3 separate regions of the Sus scrofa genome follow, and all the other regions are linked to region 2. A link is a contact called in public HiChIP or PLAC-seq and promoter capture Hi-C data. All regions are on one chromosome and are shown on one strand. The core of a region is the stretch at or near the end of the contact, and the rest is flanking DNA. Distances in the headings are between cores, read along the strand shown. Region 1 overlaps SLC9A9 (sodium/hydrogen exchanger 9). Region 2 holds the start of C13H3orf58 (deleted in autism protein 1). Region 3 has its middle 230 kb from the start of SLC9A9.

Region 1 (4,187 bases), core at 1,137-3,636, 180 kb after region 2:
AGGATTTTACATATCTCCATATTTAATTAGAACTAAAGAAATCTCTAGACTGTATTCAGGGTGGCCATAATAAAGTCTGGAAATACGCATGCCATTATTTTATCATATACTATAATGTAATAAAAATAAACCAGCTATTACATATTTGTCTGTGTTCCCAGATTTGCTGGCCTCTCTGTATCCATACCTAGAAGTGGAACTGCCATGTGGTAGGGTCTAAAAATAAATACTCATTTTTACAAAATAATGTAAAATCATTTCCAAAGTAGTTATACCAATTTTTCTTCTTAATTTTTTGGCAACATAATCAGTATGAAATGAAATTATACTGTGGTCTGTTTTGTATTTCTTTGACTGTTAATGAAGTTGATTATATTTTCATATAACACCTGACCAAAGTTTCTGTTTCATTTTTCTAATCAGTTGTTTTATCATATTTTAATTTATTTGCTTGATTTCTTTATGTTTTACATGGTAATCTGAATTTAGTTACATATGCCACAAATATTTTCTCCCACTTTGTGTCTTGTGCTTTTACTTTTTCATGATGTCTCTTAATGAACAGAATTTCTTAAATTAATGTAGTCAGTTTATAAATTTTTTTCTTTTATGGTTAGCATTTTTAAAATTTTATTTAATAATTTCTTCCATAGCCCAGAATCAGAAAGACATTTTCTTCTAAAGTGTTTTAAAGTCTGCCTTTTGCAGTAAGCCCATTTTCTGGAATTGATTTTTGTGTATAATATGAAGTAGACATCTAATTGAATTTTTCCTCCTCAAAGGGACAATTAATTATTCTAACGTCATTTGTTTTTTAACCCCACTTTCCCCCAGAATCTACTGTGTCCCCTGTTCGATGTGTTGTGGTTTCTTTTTCTCAAGTACTCATTCTATCCGATTGGTCTGTAGTCTATCCTTGCACCAAAAACATACCCTCCTAATTATGATGGCTTTATAATAAGTCTTTATACCTTAAAAGGATACCCATCTTCATGAGCATTTTTTCTATTATTAGTGTTTTACTCTTGAATAGAAATTTATTCCAATGTATATATTTATGAGTATATAGCTTTAACATTTATAAATACATTCTTATATACTTTGAACATATTTGTATACCTTATAACCATATGCACATGTATACCAGGTATAAAAAATATTAGTAGCAACATTGTTCAAAATAGCAAAAACATTTCATTAAAAGGAAAATAAATTTATATTATATAATATTGCACAGCAGTGGAGAGCAATGAAATAAAATTGCTTATGACAATGTAGGTGAATCTTGGAAACATAAGATCAACAAATCATAAATGAACATCTCCTCAGAAAAGAAAATCATGGACTTGGAGAAAAGACTTGTGGCTGCCTGATGGGAGAGGGAGGGAGGGAGAGGGAGGGAGTGGAAGGGATCGGGAGCTTGGGCTTATCATCACAACTTAGAATAGATTTACAAGGAGATCCTGCTGAGTAGCATTGAGAACTTTGTCTAGATACTCATGTTGCAACAGAACAAAGGGTGGGGAAAAAATGTAATTGTAATGTATACATGTAAGGATAACTTGATCCCCTTGCTGTATAGTGGGGGGAAAAATATATATATATATTTATAAAGATCAACAAATCAAGCCCCATAAAATTACATGTAATATAACCTCATTTTTAAAATGATTTTTTTCCATTATAGCTGGTTTACAGTGGTCTGTCATAACCTCATTTTTATAATGTTTGTAAACTATGAAAATTAAACAATATTGTATAAGCATGCATGCATACAGGTGAGAATGCATATGTGCATATGTGTGTGTAGTAAATAAGGGAATTAAAAAAAAATTCAGCAATGTGGTAATTTCTGGAAAAGAGGGAAAAGAATGTGATGGAAAGAAACACACAGAAAGGGATAAGTTATTGGTAATATTCTGGCTCATGGCTTGGAGTGGGTTTCCAGGTATTCAATATACTGTTATAATTTGTAACTTGCGTATGTCTTCTCTACATTCTCTTTCATGTATCAATTATATTAGAAGGAAAGCAAAAGAAAAAATAAGTGGAAGGAGCTATTTAATAGTTTTATAAGTTTAAGCAGCTCGATTATACTGCTTACTTCAATTTCTGGGAAACCTGACTCTTCTATTGTTTCACTTTGTGTATGTGTTAGTAAGAATAACTCCGACTGGCAGGCAGTAGCAGAGATACAAAGGCACCAAGAGTGTATTTGCCAGTATCCCCTGGTTAATTCTTATCAACCACAAAGCCCTATATTTTTCCTTTCTCCTATCTTCACCTTCTCCCTTCTTTCTCCCTTCTCTGTTCCCCTCCTTCCCAACCATGTTTTTCTCTCTGTTCTCTGAGACTCCGGTCTGCTGTTCTCTGAGATTCCATTTTCAGTAGACTGCAACACAGCAGAGCTGGGGAGGCGGCAGCGGGGGGCGGGGGGGACGGGCCTGTGTTGAGTCAGACTAAAAGGCCCCACTCTCCTCTCACTCATTTACTCTCTGGATTCAGAGCTGGCATAGTAATAGTTGTCACTGGCATCAAAGAGAAAAATAAATACACCACTGCCCTGACACAGCCAAATAAGAAAATAAAATAATCTCTAATCTGTCAAGTACAGCCTGAGCTGCTTAGCGGTGTGGTTTCTCATATCCATATCACAGCAGGCATGGGCTCGTTTCCTGCAGCAGAGAGGAGAGTAAAGTTTATGAAGAAAAGAAACAAAAGATAGAATGGAGGGGACTGTGAAAACATCAGAGAGGTAGTTTGGAGATAAAGGAAGTAAAGTCGTCACAGCCACATATGTTAGACACCAATTTAGTCCCTCTGTCACAACCTTGTCGAGAATCAGAATGACAGGACAAATTCTGAAAGACTCAAAAAGGAAAGCAGATAAAATCTAACTCCAAATTAGGAAGGGAAATGTTGAAAGTCATGTAGAAGGAACAAAATGATATGAGAGATGGTTGACATGAAAAAAGAGAAATGTGTAATAATAAAAAGTATAAAAATAATTGAAACATACTCTATTCTGAAAAAACATTCACCTGATCCATATCATCATGAAACAACTTATCCTAAAGGTTCTAACTATGGGTTTCCTTTTAAATTAAATATTCAAGTCTTGGAATTACCTAGTTTACCTTCATTTTTCAGCACCCTGGGGCACAAAGTCAAACATTTTTCTTAATTTGACCAAAATATGATGGAGGAGCTACAGTAAATGTAGCTCAGCTTCTACACACACATGCACATGTGCATGCACGCTCGCGTGTGCGCGTGCATACACACACACACACACACACACACACACCCCATAGCCTGTGCAGATAAAAGGTTAAAAAGATAATAAGGAAAATATATCAGTTATCAATTGCTATATAAGAAACCACTCCCTAAACTTAATGATGTAAGACAACAGCTGTTTTATTACTTCACAATTCTGTGGCTCAAGAATTTAGATCACACTCAGCTAGGCAGTTCTGTGGTTCTCATCCGAGGTCTCTCATGTCGCCACAGTCATTGGGGCTTGACAGGAGTTGGATGGTCCAATGTAGGAGCACTCAGATGTTTGGTAGCTAATTGTGACTGTTAGCTGGTTGGTCTAGGGAACTCAGCTCTGTTCTGTGCAAACTCTCAGCTCCAGGAGGCTAGTCCTGGCCTTTTCTCTTGGTGGTCTCAAGGCAACATTCCAAGATGATGGGAACAGTAGTGCAAGACTCTGAAGGCTCAGTCCCAGAAGTCCTGCAATATCACTTTCAGTGCATTGCATTGGTCAAAGTGTCATGAAAGCAGCCAAGATTTAAGGCATGAGGAAATAGGCTCCAGTTCTAGATGCAGGGTGTGATAAAGTCACATTACAAAGGGGTAGGCATATAGGGATGGGAAGAGTTATTGTGGTCATCTTTGCAAATAATCTACCATAGGTAGGAATTACAAAATATCTTCAGAGATATCAAGGTAAGAGATTGCATTTAAAAAGGGGGACTCAAAATATGGTATAAAACCTATGGCTCCAAAAGGAAAACATAATAGAGAATTAAGTCAAGCTTAGAGGGGCTCACTTGCTAGCCTTCTCAGTTACACTTTCCGATATTTTGAAACCAGTAACAATGAATATGTACCCAGATAACTTAAGTGCCTTCACAAGAAATATAATGTTCTATGTTTGGATATAAAACTTTTATGGAAAA
Region 2 (4,599 bases), core at 97-2,596:
GAAAGCAAAGCGGTATAGAAACACTTAAGAACTAAGGTCTTCCTAAACAGACTGCGCCGAGGAAGTGCAAGCCCGGCGAGCAAAGCAGAAAGGCAAGGAGGAGAGCCGAAGGAAACTCGCCGGAGAGACATTTTGGGAGCGTACCAGACCAAACGCGCTCCCTCTGGCGTTGAAAGATCCGCAATCAGAACCGAGATGCGCCCGCGTCTAGGTGACAAGAGCAAGCCTCGCCACCAGCTGGGTCGCCCTCCACGATCCCGCACCGCGCCCGGGGGTCCCCAGCGCCGTTCCTTTCCCAAGCCCGCCGCCTGGCCCCCCGGGGGCCAGGTCCTGACAGGAGGACCGGTGCGGGCGGGGCCGCTGCTCCCGACTCCCGTAACCTGGGTGGCCCTCCGGGCAGGATGCCCCCCTCCGGGGTTTCGTGCCTACCTGTAGCACCAGCGGCTCGGGGTTGAAGGCCAGGGTCAACAGCAGCTGCATACGCTCCGAGTCCTTGAGGTTGCGAAGCAGGAAACTGCCCGAGTCCTTGGTCTCGGCGTATCGGCGCACCAGGCGGTCGAGCAGACGCTGCGAGGGGCAGTGCACCAGGTCGGACCAGCCCTCCACCGCCTCGGGCGTGAGCAGCCGCACGTCGCCGTTGAGGCGCGCGAACTCGGTGCGGGGCATGGCCTGGAGCAGGTCGCAGCGGGGCCGGCCGGTGGCCCGCTTGCAGATGCTCTGGTCGAGCTGCGCCAGCTCGCGCTGCGAGCCAAGGCGCTTGAGCACCACTCGGCGGCGGCCGCCCTCGCGGGGCTCGCCGTACTGCGCGAAGTAGACGTTCTTCACGTTAAGGAAGTCCAGCAGGCGCAGGCGGCCCCACGCCTCGAACACCACCTGCCCGTTGAGGAAGCGGCGGCACCAGCTCGTACCGAAGCACGCCGGGCACTTATTGAGCTGGAGGAAGCGCCGGTCGGCCAGTTCGTTCCGCTGCCAGGAGGCGAGCAGCGACGGCGAGTGCAGCACCATCAGCACCAACAGGCTGCCCAGCGCCGCCAGCTTCAGCGAGCGGGACAGGCGGCCCAGCTTCGGGGGCACCAGGCGCCACATCCCGCCCGCCGCCCGTCCCCCGCACCCGGAGGGCGAGGGCACCCCCGGGGCGCCCCCGCCGCGCCGAAACCCGGGGAGCGACCGGCAGGGGGCCCCCGGGCGAGTGAAGGAGCGAGGGCGCGGGCTGGGGCGGGAAGCGGAGTAGGTGTGTAAGAGAGACGGGGAGCTGGAAGGAACCGACCGGAGCAGGCTGCGACTTCTCCCAGTCACTAGTCTCCACAACTCTCGAGCTCCCTCCTCCGAGCTCCCCGCCCTCCGACTCCGGCAGCGCCTCCTCCTAGCCAGTCAAGTTATACAGCAGCGGGAGGCGGAGGGAGCGCGGGGACCCAACGCCCGCGCGCCCGCGTCCGCCCGTGTGCGCGCACGCGTATAGCTAGCTTGGGGCGCGAGAGCTGCGGCGGCGGCGTCCGCCTCCTGAGCGAGCGGGGTGTCTGAGAAGAGGGAAGCAGGGACTCACGGAAGGGGAAGAGAAGCTGGAATGTCAAACATCGAAAAGTAGCAACTGTGTAGGAAGGTGGGAAGGATGAGGTGCTCGCGCGTCCCTGACGCCACACGCCCCAGTTCTTGCGCGCCGACTCCCCGGAGGGAGGGCGAGGGGGCTGGGGGCGGGGCTGGAGGGGCGGAGCGAGCGTGTGGCGTACCGCCCGGAAAGCGTAATCGCGGGCTCTTGGGGGTGGCTTTGGGGGCCCACTCCGAGGGGCGGGGCTCGAGCTTCTAGAGGCAGGGTAAACTCGCGAGCTCCTGTGGAGAAATGACTTTTAGTAATAGTTGCTTTTTTATGATCGTTGACTTTGTTGGGGGCTGTCTTTTGTCATTGTGGAAAGCGTCTTCTAAGTCGGAAAAAAAAAAACTGCGGAACCCTAGTGCAATCCTTCGCCTCCGCAGGGCACCCGCAAGGCGCCCGCAGGGTGTAGGCGGAGTGGGCGGGGCGTCGTGTTCACTGCGCCTTATAGGGGTGGGGCGCGCGCCTGGGGGCGGGATGAGGCGAGGCCAGGGAGGGATTTCTTGTCTTTGGGCCCGCGCGCCTCCGCTTGGGGGCGGGCCTGCAGAGAGGAGGTGGAAGGGCGCGAGGTGTGGCTGGATTGTTTGAGGGGAGATGCTTCACCTTTGGCGTCAGCTACTTCTGTGGAGGCATTTTAAAGTATCCTGAGTGGGCACGGAGAAAACGAAGTCCGCCACACACCATGATAAAAAGGGGAAAGTAGGCTGAAGAGGGAACTGACGCGGCCTGGTGTCACTTTGAGTTGTGCCAAACACTGCCTAGATGAGGAAACGAGCGGTTGGCTAGTCTTTCCCAGCCCGGCGCCGAAGCCTTTTTTTTTTTTTTTCTTCTTCCCCAAGGATGTTGGCGTCCTCGCGCCTGCCTACCGTGAGGGTCTCCGGCGTGCGGCTATGCGCCCCGCCCTTCCCCCCACGCTCGGGCCTGCCCCGCGGGCCACGCCGCGTCGCTGTGGCGGTACCCTTGGGGACCCGGGGCAGCCTGTGCTCCACACCGGCACCTTGGCTCAAGTTCGCGCCACGACTACAAAAATAGCTCGGAAATGCGGAACTACAGCGCCTCGTTTTGGTAGAAGTTTTAGGGGACCCAGACTCCACAGTAGCTGGGACATGTAATTTTAATGCTGTTTAGTTTTTGCGCTGGAATAATTAAAATGAGTAGTTTTTCTGTTGGATAAGTGATTCCTGATACAGTATTAAATATCTGAGTTTTAACTGAGTTAATGATAGCGATTGAATGATGACTTTTAGAAGACCAATGAACTGGCCTGCATGAATGAACTCAAGAGTAGCTAAATGAGAAACATCTATATATTGGATTATTAAATTGACTTCTATTGTTCTCAACACCTGTTTGTAAAAGGCAGAGCCATTCTCTTGAGAAGTACTGTTGAAGTCAGTATTTTGACCTTCGTGATATAAGAATTCAAACTTTGAAAAAAGAAAACCTTTATACAATTTAAGGTGTTCAACACAGAAGTGACTTTTATATGATGTTAGATTGACGACAAATTGGAAGATTTAGTCTTCAAAGCCTGTACAAAGTGACTGCTTAAGAAAAATGCTGAAACTAAGGGCTTTTTCAAACCCTTGGCAGTAATTTGATTTAACGTGCCTTCAGTACGTTTATTCCATGCAATGTAAAGTTCTGAGCAAAATCTCAAATGAGGATTTCATAGAAATAGTGTTTGGTGTGATTGGTCTGGAGATGTCAGCTCTGCTTCTGCTGCTGAACTGTGAACTAGGCAAGTTACTACTAAACTGCAGATTTCTTATTCCTAACATCTTTTCTATTTGTCCTATAGATGTATTCAATTAATACAAGATAATTTATATGGAATTACTTTAATACAGTAGAAGGCGTTACATTTCTATATTTAGAATGAATGAATTCCTTGGCATTCTTGCCAGTGACTAAGCTGAGAGTATTGAGGCATAAGGAGAGACTGTTTAAGAGACTAGTGGCAGGATTAAGGAGGTACTGCTTCTATGTATAGAAAAGATCTTTTGGGTTCTTAAACTATTCTTAGCCTTCAAATCTTTGGAATTGTGTAGGAATCATTTGAAGATTGTATGTAAAAAGTTACAAGCTTATATAAGTTGAATTTTGAAAAATACTTGCTTTATATCTAAGTATTTTACATTTGTTAAGCCCTGATACTCCTTTCAGTTAAGTTTTCTAGACTTTTATCAGGAAAGACAGTCTTCAAGAATGTAACACATTCCTCAAGTGGAGGCGGGAAGGCTTAGAGCTGTATGAGATAAAACCAGAGTGTTCTAAAGTACCATATTAAGGTTTGAGAAAAGTAAATGAATGTTAATGAACATTACCCATCTATCCTATAAACCTCAGAATGTTTTTGGCTAATGCATTGTAAGCTGACATACAGAGTTCTTCCCCATAAGTTTAAATAAAGACAAATAATGTAATTTCTGCCACATTGTAAAATGTAATTTTACAATAATTTATGCTTTTAAATATATGCAGTGGAATTAAATAGCATAGTATTTTCATACCCATCATATATTTTTTAAAAATGAACTAGGTCTTTGATAGTCAAAATATTATATTGCATTGATTGCTATTATATCCCTTGTAGCAGTGGTACTCAATTAGAGAATATGTCTTGAGGGGGAGGGTAGTTGGGATATTTGGCAATATCTGGAAACATTTTTGGTGCCATAACTAGGGAATAGGGGCTACTGGCATCTAGTGGAGGAGGCCAGGGATATTGCAAAACATCTTACATTACACTAGGCAATTCCCAACAACAAAAAATTAACCAGCCCTATTTGTCAATAGTGCTGTGCTCCTGAGAAACTCTGACTTAGAGAATTCTACTGTTAGGTAGTAAGATTTTAGGTATGAAAAGTCTTCTTGGTTGTCATTTTCCTGCAGCAAAATGTATTTATATTTACATTTATTGCATATCTTGTGTGATCATAATATTCTGAATATTGTCAATTTAGAGAAAATTTTAGCATTAGAACTATCACTACTATACAGCTGATCAG
Region 3 (4,370 bases), core at 210-2,709, 230 kb before region 2:
ACTAGTACAATATTGTAAATCAATTATACTTCAATTTTTTAAAATTGATAACAGATTTTCAATTTATAATGCATCATGTTTTACTTTATGATTAACCGCAAAGGTCCTTGCTAAATGACTATGCATGTGAGTTCTTATTAGAATATTACTTGATATCACACTTATTATTAAATACCATGCTGTAACTCCCAAAATTCCCAGGGAACATTGGTAGAATGAGAAAGTCGGGGAGAATTGGAGGTTACCAACTAGGTCCACAATTTAGCACTAGCAGCAGAGCACACAAAAACACAAGTCCCTTCACATATTCCTCACATCTCCACAGCCAGGGGAGGTGATATACCAAATTAATTCTGAAGGCGAAAAATGAGTGTCACTGGGTGAATAAAATTGGGAAAAAAAGTATTAGCATGAAGGAACATCTGCTACCATCACAATGAAGTACTGGCACATAGACCATCTTAAAGTGACAATACCCACAACAATGAAATTAATGTGTGGACAGTAGACCCGGTAACTGCCTTTATGTACCTGTGCCCTCTTTAGCTGCTTGCTAACACCCTTAGCCCAGTCCTGTGAATCATTGGAATTGCTGCAAAAAATGCCAAAATAACCTCTGAGAAGCAGATGGTTACGAAGGCTTCTGTCCAGATGCCAAAACCCCATATGTTGCCAATCTGTGTTTCCAGCATGCACCATTATACTTAAAATTATATTTTTCCTTTTCCTGCCATGTTCACTCTACCATAATTAAGAAGGTTCTAATACTTTTCCAGAAAACAAGAAACATCACAGCCTGTTTGCCTTCCTTTTATAAATAGAAACGTGAAAAGCAAGTGTCAGACACCCCCAAACCTTCAACCTAAGCTGCAACTCGACTATTTGGGACTCACAGCAGTGGTCTTCGTGGAGTCTTTTTATAATTTTTTATTTCAACAGAGTCATTGTCTCCCCTGGACTCACCAAGCAACTCAGTATTGAAAAGTTTGCTCCTTAATTCTTTTCCAAGCCTAGCAAACCAATAAACAAAAAACCCAGTAGTTTCAGGAAAGAAACTAGTCATAGAATTTTTACTACCCAGAACCAGGAGGGTGAAATTAAGAGGCAAATTCTCTACTTTAGAGAAATACTTGGATTTCTCAAGCCAGCATTGTTGGCTAATACCCCACGTGCCATGATAGCAAAATGTTTGGCACCATCTCAGAGGTTGAGCTTTATGTACCAAAACAAAGCACTTTGATCAGCACCCAAGGTTACATGTTACAGGGACAACTAAAATATTTCCCAAACCCAGCTGACCCTCTGAGGAGCCCAGAGATACCATTGTTCAGAGGTCAGTCTTTCCAACCATCAGTTTTTCTATTGACTTGTTTACTTGCTCATGGACCAGAATGTCCACCCCCTCCAGGGTCTGGCACCATTAGATGTGGAAAATGTCCAAAATTTCACAACAAGTTGTCTATTTCTGCAACAGTCAATTTGGCATATTTACATGGTGTTCCAATGCAGGGCTTTGAAGCTACCAATCATTATAAACAGCATTCTCTCACATTTCCCTTATGCTATTTTCCTAGGAATCTATGCACCATACCTGGAAAGGAAATACCATTAAACGTCAACCTTTCAACAAATAAAAAGGAACTTAAATTACTTTCAGAAAATATTTTGGAGTTGTAGAACAACGTGTTCATTTTATTAGTAAATCTGAAACTTTTTTTTTGTCTGTTTGGTATGGGGTGGCATGATGTTTTTGAAAAACTCAGATTACACTGAGATATGTGAACCTGAATCAGCAATTTAAAAGTAAGTATGACATTTTAACTACATTTTAATGGTTAAACCATGGAAGTGATGCTGATTTATATCAAAATAACTTTTGAAGGTGTTTTTCTTGCCTGCAGCTATTTGGATACCTGACAAGAGGGAAATAGGAAAAGAGTGAGCAAAAAGAGAACGATGTTTTTCCGTTTCTGTTGTTTTGTTTTTGTTGTTTTAGGGCCACACCCAAGGCATATGGAAGTTCCCAGGCTAGAGGCTGAATTGGAGCTGTAGCTGCCAGCCTGCACCAAAGCCACAGCAGTGTGGGATCCAAGCAGCATCTGCAACCTACACCACAGCTCATGGCATTGCCAGATCCTTAACCCACTGAGCGAGGCCAGGGATCGAACCGGCATCCTCATGGATAATAGTCGAGTTCGTTACCGCCGAGTCATGAAAGGAACTCTTTTTTTTTTTTAACCAAGAAAAAAAAAAGTGAGTTGTGGGTTTGGAGTTTGTTTGTTTATTCAAATTAGTGTTGATAACTGTGTTGGAAAGATCTAAGTGTAATAGCCAATATTTGGACATGTCAGCATGCAGGGTTCTAGGTTTGCATTTGTTTCACAAAAAAGTTAAGATTAAGGATGAAAAATTAATGACAAAAACTGTAACATATAATTTCTATCTGCATGTATGCCTGCCCTCCCACTGTCACATGATTTATGTTTAAGTTCTGCTAGGACTCTTTAAAAAAAAAAGAAAGAAACTGAAAAATTCTGGAAGATTAGATGTAAACAACAAAATCTCAGAACTTTTTTTTTTTTTTTTGTCAGCCTTTCTTCTCCCCAAAGAGAGAGAGGAAAATTGCAGACATATAATTACTTTGAGAAGCTAACAATCATGAGTTAAAGGCAAAGTCTTCTTAAAACATGGAACTTAAGGGAGTTCTACTGTGGCTCAGAAGTAACGAACCAGACTGGTATCCATGAGGATTCAGGTTCGAACCTCAGCCTCACTCAGTGGGTTAAGGATCCAGCATTTCTGTGAGCTGTGGTGCAGGTCACAGATGAAGCTCAGATCTGGTGTTGCTGTGGCTGTGGTATAGGCTGGCAGCTGCAGCTCCGATTTGATCCCTAGCCTGGGAACTTCCATATGCTGCAGGAGTGGCCCTAAAAAGACCAAAAAATTTTTTAAAAAGTATAAAGAAAACACTGAACTTAAATATATTGGCCTCTATGCAGATAATGAAGAGCTAAAATAAGTCCAAGTATGGATGAACAAAAATTGAGATGGATAAATATTAAGTTCTTGTTAGAGAGTTGTGTTTTATTTATAGTAATTTTTTCATTGATTTTTGCTAATGACTTCCTAATAATTTTTCTTTCTTAAACTTAAATCTCCAACCACACTAAAATTTTTATGTCATAAAAACACTTGCCCCATGGCTATGAGCCTATGAACGGGCTATTTCTTCTGGGGAGAATGTGTGTTCCTTATAATCCCTAACACATAGAAAACTAGCCCACGGGGAAGTTTCTTGTTCAGATAGAATGAAAGAGAATCCCGGAGTTCCCATTGTGGCTCAGTGGAAACGAATCTGACTAGTATCTATGAGGACACAGGTTCGATCCCTGGCCTTACAGAGTGGGTTAAGGATTCAGTGTTGTTGCTGTGGTTGTGGCATAAGCTGGCAGCTACAGCTCTAATTCCACCCCAAGCCTGGGTACATCCATATCCCTTGGGTGTGGCCCTAAAAAGAAAAAAAAAAAGAATCCTGATACTAACCTAGATATGAGATTTTTTTTTAATATCATAAAGGTGGCAATTTAAATTAGTGGGTTAATTATTTGGTCCATAACTAGTATTGGAAGAATATGCTAATTATTTGGAAAATAAGTAAAACTAGACCCCCTCTGCCTCATGCCTTATTCAAAACTAGGGTCCAGTGGTTTAGCAGTGTGACAGTGTAAAACAAAACCATACAACTATTAGAAAAGCATTTAGGAAATAATTGTTATAAAAACCAGTTACAATGTGGACATTTATGGAAAAAAGCAATAATAAATACACAAGATGACAACCTTAATAATGACTGGATAAATGTAAATCAAAATATCTAGTCTATACTAATTATCGCTTATCATGTCATAAACATGAGGGGGGAAAAAAGTCACTCAAATGTGGCTGAAATTCTAAATCAATATAAGGAATTTTTTTCCTCTTTTTAGGGCCACACCCATGGCTTATGGAAGTTCCCAGGCTGGGGGTCGAATCAGAGCTACAGCTGCCAGCCTACACCACAGCCACAGCAACATGGGATCCAAGCCACATCTGCAACCTACACCACAGCTCATGGCAACGCCCAATCCTTAATCTATTGAGGGATACCCAGGATCAAACCCTCATCTTCATGGTTCCTAGTTGGGTTAGTTAACAACTGAGCCACAAAGGGAACTCCTAAGTCAGTAAAAGGATTTTAAAGGGCAATTAGACAGTGACTTACAATTCCAAATGTGCATACATGTCAACTTAGAAACTTTAGTTTTGAAGAATCTATCGCATAGATATACTCCTACTGTGTACAGAGACAGTCATTGCAATTTCATTTTGCT

What was found. Promoter capture Hi-C pulls out the DNA fragments that hold promoters and counts their contacts. HiChIP or PLAC-seq counts read pairs in DNA pulled down with a chosen protein or histone mark.
Region 1: a contact with region 2 is called in an H3K27ac HiChIP or PLAC-seq map of alveolar macrophages. The contact joins the enhancer-like site here to the promoter of C13H3orf58 in region 2. A contact is called at or near these places in 8 of 47 Hi-C or Micro-C datasets (alveolar macrophages, brain, embryonic fibroblasts and 4 more) and 2 of 2 datasets of contacts at active chromatin or transcription factors (alveolar macrophages and skeletal muscle).
Region 3: a promoter capture Hi-C map of liver shows a contact between it and region 2, with 6 times the contacts expected there. The contact joins the enhancer-like site here to the promoter of C13H3orf58 in region 2. A contact is called at or near these places in 1 of 5 promoter capture datasets (liver), 6 of 47 Hi-C or Micro-C datasets (embryonic fibroblasts, fetal liver, liver and 1 more) and 1 of 2 datasets of contacts at active chromatin or transcription factors (skeletal muscle).

The regions. Positions count from the first base shown.
Region 1 is chr13:84,448,555-84,452,741 of Sscrofa11.1, reverse strand. All of the region lies in intron 7 of SLC9A9 (sodium/hydrogen exchanger 9), which reads left to right. Among named protein-coding and RNA genes, the nearest start is that of C13H3orf58, 180 kb to the left of the region's middle. Within about 2 kb of position 2,386, at least 9 of the 83 cell types and tissues checked have an H3K27ac peak or open chromatin away from gene starts, as enhancers often do. A contact at or near this core is called in alveolar macrophages, where this site is marked.
Region 2 is chr13:84,631,463-84,636,061 of Sscrofa11.1, reverse strand. It overlaps C13H3orf58 (deleted in autism protein 1), which reads right to left and starts at 1,346. Exons shown (of 3, transcript XM_013982111.2): 1 at 430-1,346. The coding sequence starts at 1,086. The region is part of intron 1 of SLC9A9 (sodium/hydrogen exchanger 9); the gene reads left to right.
Region 3 is chr13:84,866,135-84,870,504 of Sscrofa11.1, reverse strand. No RefSeq gene overlaps it. Among named protein-coding and RNA genes, the nearest start is that of SLC9A9, 230 kb to the right of the region's middle. Within about 2 kb of position 1,459, at least 7 of the 83 cell types and tissues checked have an H3K27ac peak or open chromatin away from gene starts, as enhancers often do. A contact at or near this core is called in fetal liver and liver, where this site is marked.